2 separate regions of the Sus scrofa genome follow, and region 2 is linked to region 1. The links are chromatin contacts, called in public HiChIP or PLAC-seq maps. All regions are on one chromosome and are shown on one strand. The core of a region is the stretch at or near the end of the contact, and the rest is flanking DNA. Distances in the headings are between cores, read along the strand shown. Region 1 holds the start of KIAA0355. Region 2 holds the start of UBA2 (SUMO-activating enzyme subunit 2).

Region 1 (5,917 bases), core at 1,712-4,211:
AAGCAAACAGCAAATACAACCCAAATCAAGAAGGAAGAAGAGAAGTGATACCTCAGCAGGTAAGAACTTTAGAGTCATGGAGGAAAGGCCACTTTGGGAAGCAATGAGGGGCTCCATCACCTGGAGAAAGTAGGGCCTCAGGAACATGTCCAGGGATCAGTTAAAAGGAGAGAAAGAAATGACTTGCAGCCAAGTCTGGGTTGGAGTCACTGAGTGGAAACAGGGTTGGGGGTGAGATGGATCTCTACCTAGAAGTCACATAATGGATGAATGGAAAGGAGCATGAACGGGAAAAGAGGAAGCGGTATTAGGAGCAGCATTGGAAGATGCTCCCAGGCAGAGGTGGAAGAAGAAAAGCAGCAAAGACAAGTGAAAAGGCACAATCTTTCTTTCTTTTTTTTTTTCTTTTTTTTGGCCAGGCCCAAAGCATGTGAAAATTCCCAGACCAAGGATGGAACCCAAACCACAGCAGAAACCTGAGCCACTGTAAGTGACACTAGGTCCTTAACCCACACAAGAAAACTACAGCACAATTATAAAGTTAACACAATGACCACAATCATGGTCAAAACGTCAATGACCACAAAAAGTCAAATGGGCCAACAAAGAAATTTGCAACAATAAGAAAGTGTGGCTCACCATGCCAAATATTTATGGTCAAGGTCAAGGGAAATGAGCAAGCAGCGGCTACTGCATCTATCAAATAGGGGACCCTCAGGAGGACCTTTTCAGTGTAGATAAAGACATGTGAAGTACAACCCCCGACAAACACAGTCAGGCTCTCGGTGAACTTACAGAGTAAATGGCATCCTGCTTTTTCTGTTACTCCAAAAAAGCAATTCCTTATTCAAAGCGACATTCTCTGTCCACCTTAGAAGGTCATCATTTTCCACTCAGTACAAAGTCACAGGAGTGAAAAGGAGAGAGTGGACACCCAACTCATGTGATGCCCCAATCCACTAGTTCTCAGATACAATAATTTTCCTACAAACTTGTTAGACCCACTTGATAAAAACCTTCTGATGTATTAGGCTTCGCATTTTCAAGGAAATAAATATTTAGTAAAATTTTCAGCAGAATCATGTGCAACTTGTTGAAAAATTTTTATAGAGGATGCTTAAAACATGCCGTCTTCCAAAAATCCAGAGATAATTTTAGATTGAAAATCTAGGCTTGCCAAGGGAATCTGAGAACTTTTCTATCTTGGTCTCCAATGCTAACCTACGTATTCGTGTGCAAAAATAGAGGAAGATTAGAATCTCAAATGCCAGACTGAAAAGTTGCCACAACAAACCTGAACTCTTCATATGGAGTATGTTATCTTGTCAGCAAGAAAGCAAATGAAACAGCAATAACTAAACTTTTTTACTTTAAAAAACAAAAAGCAAATCTTAGAAATGAAATACTTCTGGACTTGTAAAGGAAAATGATTTCAAAAAAAAAAAATACTGAGTGGAATTTTAAAACAGCATACATAAAAGCTAAGTATCAAATGTGTAAGCAGTCCCTCACAAACAGATACTTAGAACTTCAGGTCTAAAATGTGATACAATGGCAGTTATAGCTTGTTCAATCAAAATTAGGAAAACTAACCCATGTGGAAAATATTTCACATCTTAAACCCAAAGCAAATTTTAATTAAGTAGTTAAAACAAATAAAACCATGAAATGAGAAGCAAATATGGACGGATGTTACAAATAATTGGGCTGGAGAATAATTTTTGAAACTGCAACAAAAGAAAAAATAATACTACATATTTTTTAAATGAATGTTACCTCTGACCTCATTTGTACATTTATCCTAAAACAACAATCAGGCAAATCCTTTTGGCAGAACTGTCTACCTTGTGACGAACTGGAAACAATCTACATGTTCATCAGTAGGGCTTGGTTGAACTGAAATACGATGGTATACTATGAAGTCCATAAAAGCGATAATATATCTCTGTATATACTGATACACCAAAATGTTACTGTCACTGAGTGGTAGGTTGGAGGATGACTGTCACTTTAAAAAGTGTTGTACTTTTTATGCTGTCTTGAATGTGAAGGAGAATGCTTTTATAATGGGGGTGAGGGGCGGAAACAAGCTATTTTCAAAGTGGGTGTCCCCCCAAAGCTGAGTACTTATCTGGCAAAATTTGTACGGTGTATAAACAAAATTCTTATCATGCCAACCAGGCATGCTTCTTTCCTCGCACCGCGCAGAGCAGGAAGACACACCCCTGACCCTGCGCTCGCCCCCAGGGTGTGGGTCCTTCAACCTCAGCCCCGGCCCTCCCAGGGTCCCCGCCGAACCGCCCGCGGCCCGACTGCGCCAGCGGGCTCACAAGGGCCGGAAAAATCGTGTTCCTCGGGGCCCGGCCTGGACCAGCGCGGCGGGGAAGGTGAGCGCAGCTGGCCGACAGCCGCGGGCGGCGTGAGGGCCGCGTCCCCAGGCAGTCCCGGCGGACCCCGGGACTCACAGGCCGCCGTCTCTCCTTGGACTGCTCGGCGGGCTTCCGGGAGTGGGTCCGGCGCTGGCCGGACCTCCCTGGCCCTGGTGGCCCGAGGGAGCGCCCCCCTGCCCCGCGTCCGCTGGCTCCCCGCCGCGCCCCCGATCCCAGGCACGACCCGGGAGGGCCCTCCAGGCTTCCGTCCGCCCGGCCAGCGCCCCCAGAGCCCGGCGTCCTCCACATCGGACGGGCAAGGGGCGGGAGCCGACAGCCCTGCGGCCCCGAGCGGAGTGGCGCCCCGAGAGCTCGTCCAGTCGCCAGCCCCACCTGCGGCCCACCGCCTACCCGCCCTCCGCCCCCAACCCCGAGCCCGCCCGCCCGCCTGCCTGCACCAGGCAGCGCCCGCTCGCGCCCGCTCCTCACCTGCGACGCGCCCCGGCCCCTAGCGCACCGCCCGGACCGGCTGTGTACACCGGAAGTGACGTCTCTGTGCCGGCCCCGCCCCCGCCCCAGGCGGACGCCGAATGGCTGTGCACTGAGCGGCTGGCAGCCGACTCTCCCCCACCCACTGCGCGAGCGGGGCGGGGGCGGCCCTGCACCTTCTACCCTAGGGACCGAAGACCTCCAAGTGGGACAGCCAGGGTGGGGGTTGAGGACGCGCGGCCAGAGCCTGCAGGGCCACCCTCGTCCTCCAGTACGGCTTGGCCTCTGGGCGGAAGGGATCAGCTGCGTTCTCACAGATTTATTGTCGAAACTGATTACTGAAAAATTGAGCGCTTGCTAGATGCCAGGTCTCGACAGGCACTGTAGGAACCAGATAATGCCCTCACCCTCATACGTTTATCCTCTAGGGGTGGAAACACAATAAAATTGTTATAGCTACGCTTGATGATATAGTGCCAATTGCGACAAGTGGTAGGAGGGGAAAGTGAAAGAGGGAGGGAGAGAGTCCCCTGACCTAGTGAACGAGGGTGTTCAGGGAATGCTTCCCTCAGGAAAAGAGCAGAAGAGAGCAGGTCCTAAAAGGGAGAAGAAGAAGAAGAAGGGAAAAAAAAAAAAAAAAAAAAAAAAACTAACTTGGACTTTCCTTTGTGGCTCAGGGGGTTAAGAATCTGACTAATATCCATGGGGACGTGGGATCAATCCCTGGCCTCCCTCTGTGGGTAAGGATCCAGCATTGTGTTGAGCTTCGATGTAGGTTGCAGCCGCCAATTGGATCTGGCAGTTGGGGGGGCTGTGGCATAGGCCTGCAACTGCAGCTCTGATTCAACCCCTAGCCTGGGAACTTCCACATGCCTCGAATGTGGCCCCAAAAAGACAAAAACAAACAAACAAACAAACAAAAAACCAAAACGAACAACTTGAAGAAGCAGGGAGTGAAGGGACATTATGGCAAAATAACATCAAGTGTCTTTAGTGGCTTTGTGTTCAAGAAACTAAGGTGGTGAGAAAGTCTTAACTGAGAGCAAGGGATGATTTTACCAAAGCTGTGGGTTTACTTGGGCTGCAATGTGGGCAAGGACTAGAAAGAAGATGGAAATTCGTATGCCTTTGTTCAATAGCAACAATATTCATAAAAATCAAAAGGGTGAAGCAACTCGTGCTCACTGATGTATGAACAGATAAACAAAATGTGGTCTATCCATACAATGGACTATTATTCAGCCTTAAAAAGAAGGGAATTCTGGAGTTCCCATTGTGGCTCAGCAGGTCAAGAACCGAACTAACATTCATGAGGATGTGCGTTCGATCCCTGGCCCCACTCAGTGGGTTAAAGGATCTGGCGTTGGTATGAGCTATAGTGTAGGCTGCAGACACAGCTTGGCTCCAATGAGGCTTGGCTGTGGCTGGCAGCTACAGCTCCAATTTGACCCCTAACCTGGGGAACTTCTATGTGCCACAGGTGAGGTCCTAAAAAGAAAAAGGGGGGGGAGGAAGGGAATTCTGACACATGCTATAGATGGATGAAGGGTGAAGTGTGGAGGTTATGCTGAGTGAAGTAGGCCAGTAACAAAAGGATGAATATTCCCTAATTCCACTGATATAAGGTACGGAGAGTAGTCAAGTTCCCAGGGACAGAAAGTAGATGGTAATTGCCAGGGGCCTCAAGGACCAGACTATGGGAAGTTTGTAATTAATGGGTACTAAAGTTTCAGGTTGGGAAGATGAAAAATTCCTGGAGATGGATATGGTGTTGGTTGCACATCAGGGGGAATGTAGTTAATGTCACAAAACTATACATTTAAAAACGGTTAAAATGGGGAGTCCCCACTGTGGTGCGGTGGGTTAATGATCCAGCTTGTCTCTGAGGAGGTGCTGGTAGGCTAAGGATCCGGTGATGCCTGCAGGTGTGGCATAGGTCAAAGCTCCAGTTCAGATTTGATCCCTGGCCCAGGAACTTCCATAGGCCTAGCGTGCAGCCAAAAAAGAAAAAAAAAATGGTTAAAATGGTAAATTTTATGTATACTTTACATTATCTATAGACAGATGTAGAGATTAGTTAGGAGGCCATTTCAGCTGTCCAAGCAAAGGTGATCCTGATTTAGACCAGGACCTCCAAACTTTTTTGTTCTTGAACATTTATCAGAAAAAAAGTTTGAATATCGTCCAGATTCATTTTACCTATAAATTATATGTATGCACTACACTATATATGTAGGCACTACAATTATGTCTATATGATTCACAGTATGAAACATACATAAAGAGAGTTTTCTTTTATTTTACTTTATTTTGTCTTTTTAGGGCCACACCCGAGGCATATGGAGGTTCCCAGGCTAGGGGTCTAATCAGAGCTGTAGCCACTGGCCTACACCAGAGCCACAGCAACACAGGATCCGAGCCGCGCCTGCAGCCTACACCACAGCTCACGGCAACGCTGGATCCTCAACCCACTGAGCAAGGCCAGGGATCAAACCCGCAACCTCATTGTTCTAGTCGGATTCGTTAACCACTGAGCCACGACGGGAACTCCCCAGGCTAGGGGTTTAATTGGAGCCATAGTTGCTGGCCTACTCCACAGCCATAGCAACACCAGATCCTAGCTGCGTCTACCACCTACACCACAGCTCACAGCAACGCCGGATCTCCAACCCACTGAGTGAGGCCAGGGATCGAACCCACCTCCTCATGGATACAAGTCAGATTTGTTTCCACTGCACCGCGACATGAACTTGAGGTGGTTGGTTTTTTAAGATAGAAGAGATTTAAGTATATTTCAGTGGCAGAAAGGATGATCCGGTTGCAAGAGGCTGAATATACAAGTGGAAGGTGATGTGGCTCAGCTCGTGAGGTTCTGAAAGGGCTGGAGGAGGTCTGAAATGCTTAGCAACAGATATACCGCAGGCTGCAGTAAAGAGTGAGGGGAGCTTAGCCACAGAGGCATGAGAAGAGTGAAAAATACCTGAAAGCAGGGAGGAGAATATGGTAGAATTTCCAGATCGTCTTGAGGATCTACTTCAGAAAGTTGATAGACACGTCTT
Region 2 (5,917 bases), core at 1,756-4,255, 170 kb before region 1:
TTAGTGGAGAAAATGCTTTTCAACCAGTAATACCAAAGTTGCTAAGTTGATAAAAATAATTTCATGCAGGCGTTCTCTTGTGGCACAGGAGGTTAAGACTCTGGTGTTGCCACTGCAGTGGCTTTTGAGTTGCTGCTGTGGCTCAGGCTCAATCCCCGATCTGGCAACTTCCATATGCCACAGGCACAGTATGATGCATGTATAAATAAGTAAATAATTTAATGTATGTTTTTTAAGAAAAACCAGGATTTAATTTCAGAGATAACTTTTTCAAAAATGTTATTTATTTTGTGATTTTCATTTTTTCCATTATAGTTGATTTAGTGTTTTGTCAATTTCTACTGTACAGCAAAGTGACCCAGTCATACACACACACTCTTTTTCTCACATTATCCTCCATCATGTTCCATCACAAGTGACTAGATATAGTCCCCTACATCTATACAGCAGGATCTCATTTGTTTCTCTACTCCAAATGAAATAGTTTGCACCCATTAACCCCAGACTCCCAGTCCATCCCACCCCTTCCCCTTGGCAACCACAAGTCTGTTCCCAAATTCTATGAGTCTCTTTTCTGTGGAATCAAAAATATTTTAGGATACATTTTGCTCTTTAATCATCCTGACAAAAAATTAAGAAATTCCTTTTTTTTTTTTTGGGCTACACCCATGGCATACGGAGATTCTCAGGCTAGGGGTCGAATAGGAGCTGTAGCTGCTGGCCTACACCATGGCCACAGCAACGTGGGATCTGAGCCATATATGCAACCTACACCACAGCTCATGGCAACACCAGATCCTTAACCCACTAAGTGAGGCCAGGGATCGAACCTGCAACCTCATCGTTCCTAGTTGGGTTTCTTAACCACTGAGCCATGACCAGAACTCTGGAAATTCCTTCTATGCCCTTATATGCCATAAAATTAGTTGAAAATGTGTTATACTGCCATCATTTCTTCATCAATCTAGTTACTCTCTCAAATAAAACATAATAGATTTAACTGTGCCCTGTTTTTTTCTCACATGACACCTGGCAAACAGATTACTGAATTTTTGCTGCTTTAATTCAAAAGTCTTTACCTATGACATAATTTCATTTACAATTATTACCTGAGGGCTATAGAAGTAAAATTCTACACAAGGTTAAAAGTGTTACACTTTGGAGTTCCCACTGTGGCACAAGAGGATGGGTGGTGCAACATAGGTTGCGACTGCAGCCTGGATCTGATCCCTGGCCCACGAACTCCATATGCCAAAGGATGACCAAAAAAGAAAAAGCAAGGAAGAAGAAAAAGTGTCAGGTTTTAAGTCTTAACTAATTGCTGCTTAAAAGTCAATATAAGCAGAGAGTTCTCTTGTGGAGCAACAGGTTGTCACTACAGTGGCTCAGGTCACTGTTGTGTTGAAGGTACGATCCCTAGCCCAGGAACTCCCACATGCCAAGGGCATTGCCTGCCCCACCTCCAACCAAAAAAAAAAAAAAAATATATATATATATATATTTATATGGAAATATAAGATATAATAATAACTAATACCACTTTCATTCCATCTCAATAAAATATGAGAAATGAAATATTTGTGAAATCACCAAAACATATACTCACCTAACATTTTTTATTTGTACTTCCTAAGTTTATATTGAAATTAAACCAAATAAAAAGGATCAGCATTCATTTTTCAGGTGCCCAAATTCACTGTCTTGTCTATTACAAAATGGTCCTTTTAAAGAAGTACCAGGAGTTATTAGCAATGCAACAATCATATTTGGGATATGTGATACAGAACTGAATGGAAAGACTAACTCTATAAGAACCAAACAAAAATGCATAGTCTTTTCCCCTAGTCACTCATTTATTAGTTCAGTCAGCCACTTTTTTTTTTTTTTTTTTTTAAATTCCATGTCTTCACTACGCCTTAAGACACTGTAAACTCACATCCAAACTCCAGGTTACAACTCCAATTACAAAGTTCACAGTAATAGAAATAACTTGATTCTAACTACAGTAACTTCCTGTCATTGCAAAAGTTAAAATCCTAAACATCCATCTTTAACGAAATAAGCGAGCATACGATCTAAGGTGACAACAATGATTGTAACGCAGATTATGTGCCCCCAGAACAGAGGAGCGCGAGTGCCAAAGGAGTTCTACAACTTGCTTAGCGATCCAAGGTAAGTTACTAAACTCCACTGCATCTCCTTTTTCCTCTTATCTGTTGAAAATAAACTGGAATGAAAGCAGCGTTTACAAGCCTATGAGAGTAGTGAAGAGTAAATGCGTTAAGGCGAGTAAACCACTCAGGGCAGCACGGGGGCTCCAGACAAGCGCTCAGTAGGTCCAGGTTGCTATTACCGCCATACTCTGCTCTGGATCATTATTTCTGAGTTATGGGGGACTTCCGAATTGAACATTCTCAACATCCATAAGGGACACAAGACAATCACCTTCTGCCTCGGGTTAAAGCTGGGGAACTGTTCTGAAGCGGGGACACCAGTCCGCTTCCACACCCTATAGCCGCCACAAATTGGCGCTTCCCGGGAAGCGGGGGGCGGCCCGCCGCGGGACGCCCGGAAGACCCGGGCCCTCAGCCCCCTCGGCCTCCTCGGCGTGCGGAGCCGGCCCGGGATGCGGCGAGGCCGGCCCCGTCCCCGTCGAAGAGCTTCCTCTACGCAGGCAGCCACGACCCCGGGGCCTCTTGGCCCAGCCCCGCGCCCCAACTCCGGTCCCGACCCCCGGGCCACGAACCCCCGGCCCCGTCTCCACGGCCCGCCATTCAGCCCGCGCGCACGCCTGGCCCTCACCAGGTCGATGTGTGAGAAGCCGGTGAGCACAAGGTTTTTAAGGAGCTCGCAGCCGATGCCTCCCGCGCCCACCACCAGGACCCGGCCGCCGGCCACGGCCTCGGCCAGCTCCCGGGGCAGCCCCCGCGACAGTGCCATGGCGGGAAGACCACGAGCCGCGGCGGAGGCGGAGGCGGGAGAAATGAGCCGCGGCCGGAAGCAGGTGGGGGAGGGGCGCCTCAGCTTCCGTTCCTGCGCACTGCGGCCGCCAGTGGGCGCCGAGTGGGCGGGGCCTTGGGAGTCCCTGGGCTGGTGGCTCCAGCTCAGGCTTCAGTTTAAGCGGAGTGTTCACACCTCTGGGCGTGCTAGAGACTGGGAGCCTTTCAGGGACGTGTGTACTCCTCTATCCGGCTTCCGGCTTAAGACGCCTAAGGGTCGTCCTGTAGCCTGAGGTTTGGACTCCCAGCCAAGGCTTGTTACAGGTTAGAAAACAGAGGTCCTTCTATGTAAAGAGCTCTTACATATTAACAAGATGACAAATGTCGGAGTTCCTGGTGGCTCAGCAGGTTAAGGATCCCGTGTTGTCACTGCTGTGGCTTGGTTTGATCCCAGGCCCAGAACTTCCACATGCTGCGGGTGTGGCCAAAAAAAAAAGGGAAGAAAGAAAAAAGAAAACAGATGTCACCTAGATAAAATATATAGGCAAAGGATGGGAAAAAGCACTCAGACAATGGATGATATGCTCAATATTGAAATTTAATCAAGGAGTACCTATCCTGGCTCAGCAGTAACAAACCTGACTAGTATCCATGAGGACTCGGTTTCCATCCCTGGTCTTGCTCAGTGGATTAAGGACCCACTGTGAGCTGTGGTGTAGGCCATGCTGCAGCTCCTATTAGACCCCTAGGCTGGCATCTTCCATATGCCAACAGTGCAGCCGTAAAAAGACAAAAAAGAAAAAAATTTCATCAAAGACATGCAAAATAGTATTCAAATTCTTTTCACCTATTAAACTGGCAAAAAGAAAATTTATAACACTGTTTTTGAGCACTGCAGATAAGAATACTAAAGCAAAGCTTCCTAGAGACTAAAGCAGCAGTACGATTACAAAAACCCAAGTAGGAGTTCCCTGGTGGTATAATGGTTAGGACTCTGCACTTTCACCCCTGTGACCTAGGTTCGGTCCCTGGTTTGGGAATTGAAATCCCACATGAAGCCCCTGCACATTGTAGCCAAAAGTGGGAGAAGGAGGGTTGGAATTCTCAATGTGGTATACTAGGTTAAGAATACAACTGCAAAGGCTCAGATTCAATCCCTGGCCCAGGAACTTCCACATGCTGTGGGTGCATCCATAAAAAACAAACAAACAAGGAGTTCCCATCCTGGCGCAGCAGAAATGAATCTGACTAGAAACCATGAAATTGTGGTTTTGATCCCTGGCCTCGCTCAGTGGGTTAAGGATCTAGCGTTGCTGTGAGCTGTGGTGTAGGTCGAAGACATAGCTTGGATCCTGCATTGGTGTGGCTGTGGCTGTGGCCAGCAGCTGTAGCACCAATTAGACCCCTAGCCTGGGAACCTCCATATGTCATGGGTGTGGCCCTTAAAAGACAAAAGACAAAAAAAAAACCTAAAATTGTGCATAGCTTTTTTTTTGCTGCACCTGCAGCATTTGAAAGTTCCCAGGCCACAGAAGCAGCCAGAGCTGCTGCAGTGACAACTGCCAGAGCCTTAATCCACTGCACCACAAGGGAACTCTGTGTGTAGCTTTTTTTTTTTTCTTTTTTTCTTTTTTCCTGAGATATATGGAGGTTCCCAGGCTAGAGGTCAAATCAGAGCTGTAGCCGCAGCCTACACCACAGCCACAACAACGTGGGATCCGAGCCACATCTGCAACCTACACCACAGCTCATGGCAATGCCAGATCCTTAACCCACTGAGCAAGGCCAGGGATCAAACCAGCATCCTCATGGATACTGGTCAGGTTTGTTAACTGCTGAGCCACGACGGGAACTCCTGTCTTTTTAGGGCTGCACTCTGGGCATATGGAAGTTCCCAGACTAGGTGTTGAATCAGAGCTACAGCTGCTTGCCTATGCCGCAGACACAGCAACTCGGGATCCAAGCCACATCTGTGACCTACACCACCTCTCACGGCAATGCCAGATCCTTAACCCACTGAGCAAGGCCAGGGATTGAACCTGCATCCTCATTGATGCTAGTTGGATTCATTTCTGCTGAGCCAGGTTGGGAACTCCCCATTTCTAACATTTCTTTTTTTTCTTTTTTTTTTTTTTTTTTGTCTGAGTGTCTTTTTTTTGTTGTTGTTGTTGTTGCTATTTCTTGGGCCGCTCCTGCGGCATATGGAGGTTCCCAGGCTAGGGGTCAAATCGGAGCTGTAGCCACCGGCCTATGCCAGAGCCACAGCAACACGGGATCCGAGCCGCGTCTGCAACCTACACCACAGCTCACGGCAACGCCGGATCGATAACCCACTGAGCAAGGGCAGGGACCGAACCCGCAACCTCATGGTTCCTAGTCGGATTCGTTAACCACTGCGCCACGACGGGAACTCCATTTCTAACATTTCTTAATCATAGTTTTGGGAGTAGGTATAGCTTACAATTCTTTTGCCTGGTGGTCCATGGTTCAGGGGTCTATTAGTTCATCTTGCCCCCAAGAAACCACATGAGTTTGTATGTTGATTATATATATAATAGCAATTTTAGGACATTAATGGTATTATCAACAACAGCAATTTTAATCATCCAGCTGTGATTGATTAGCGTTTAGTGAGCACAGGATTGAGGTCAGAGGAGATAAGAAAGGGAATAAAGTTTCGGACAGAGAGATTGATCATAAACTCCATAAGGGGACTTGATATTGTGGGGGATGAAATCTGAGCTTTTAACTGCTTACTTGTCTAATGAAGGTATCCAGATATTTGCCAGAAATTCAAGATACTTATTGCATTTATCCTAATATAACTCATGATAGCCTATTTATCACACCCTTACCCTAAAACAATTCATTACAACCATTCCTTAAGGACACATATTTCCTTTCTTGTGTCAAAATACGGCCTCATGGTGTTTGCCTTTGTAAGCCCCTTTCTCTTCCCTATAACGCTCTGTTTTACT

Evidence for each region. HiChIP or PLAC-seq counts read pairs in DNA pulled down with a chosen protein or histone mark.
Region 2: a contact with region 1 is called in an H3K27ac HiChIP or PLAC-seq map of alveolar macrophages. The contact joins the promoter of UBA2 here to the promoter of KIAA0355 in region 1. A contact is called at or near these places in 1 of 5 promoter capture datasets (fetal liver) and 1 of 2 datasets of contacts at active chromatin or transcription factors (alveolar macrophages).

What each region holds. Positions count from the first base shown.
Region 1 is chr6:43,930,748-43,936,664 of Sscrofa11.1, reverse strand. KIAA0355 reads right to left here and starts at 2,961. Exons shown (of 14, transcript XM_021094321.1): 1 at 2,859-2,961.
Region 2 is chr6:44,100,238-44,106,154 of Sscrofa11.1, reverse strand. It overlaps UBA2 (SUMO-activating enzyme subunit 2), which reads right to left and starts at 3,005. Exons shown (of 19, transcript XM_021097539.1): 1 at 2,803-3,005. The coding sequence starts at 2,940.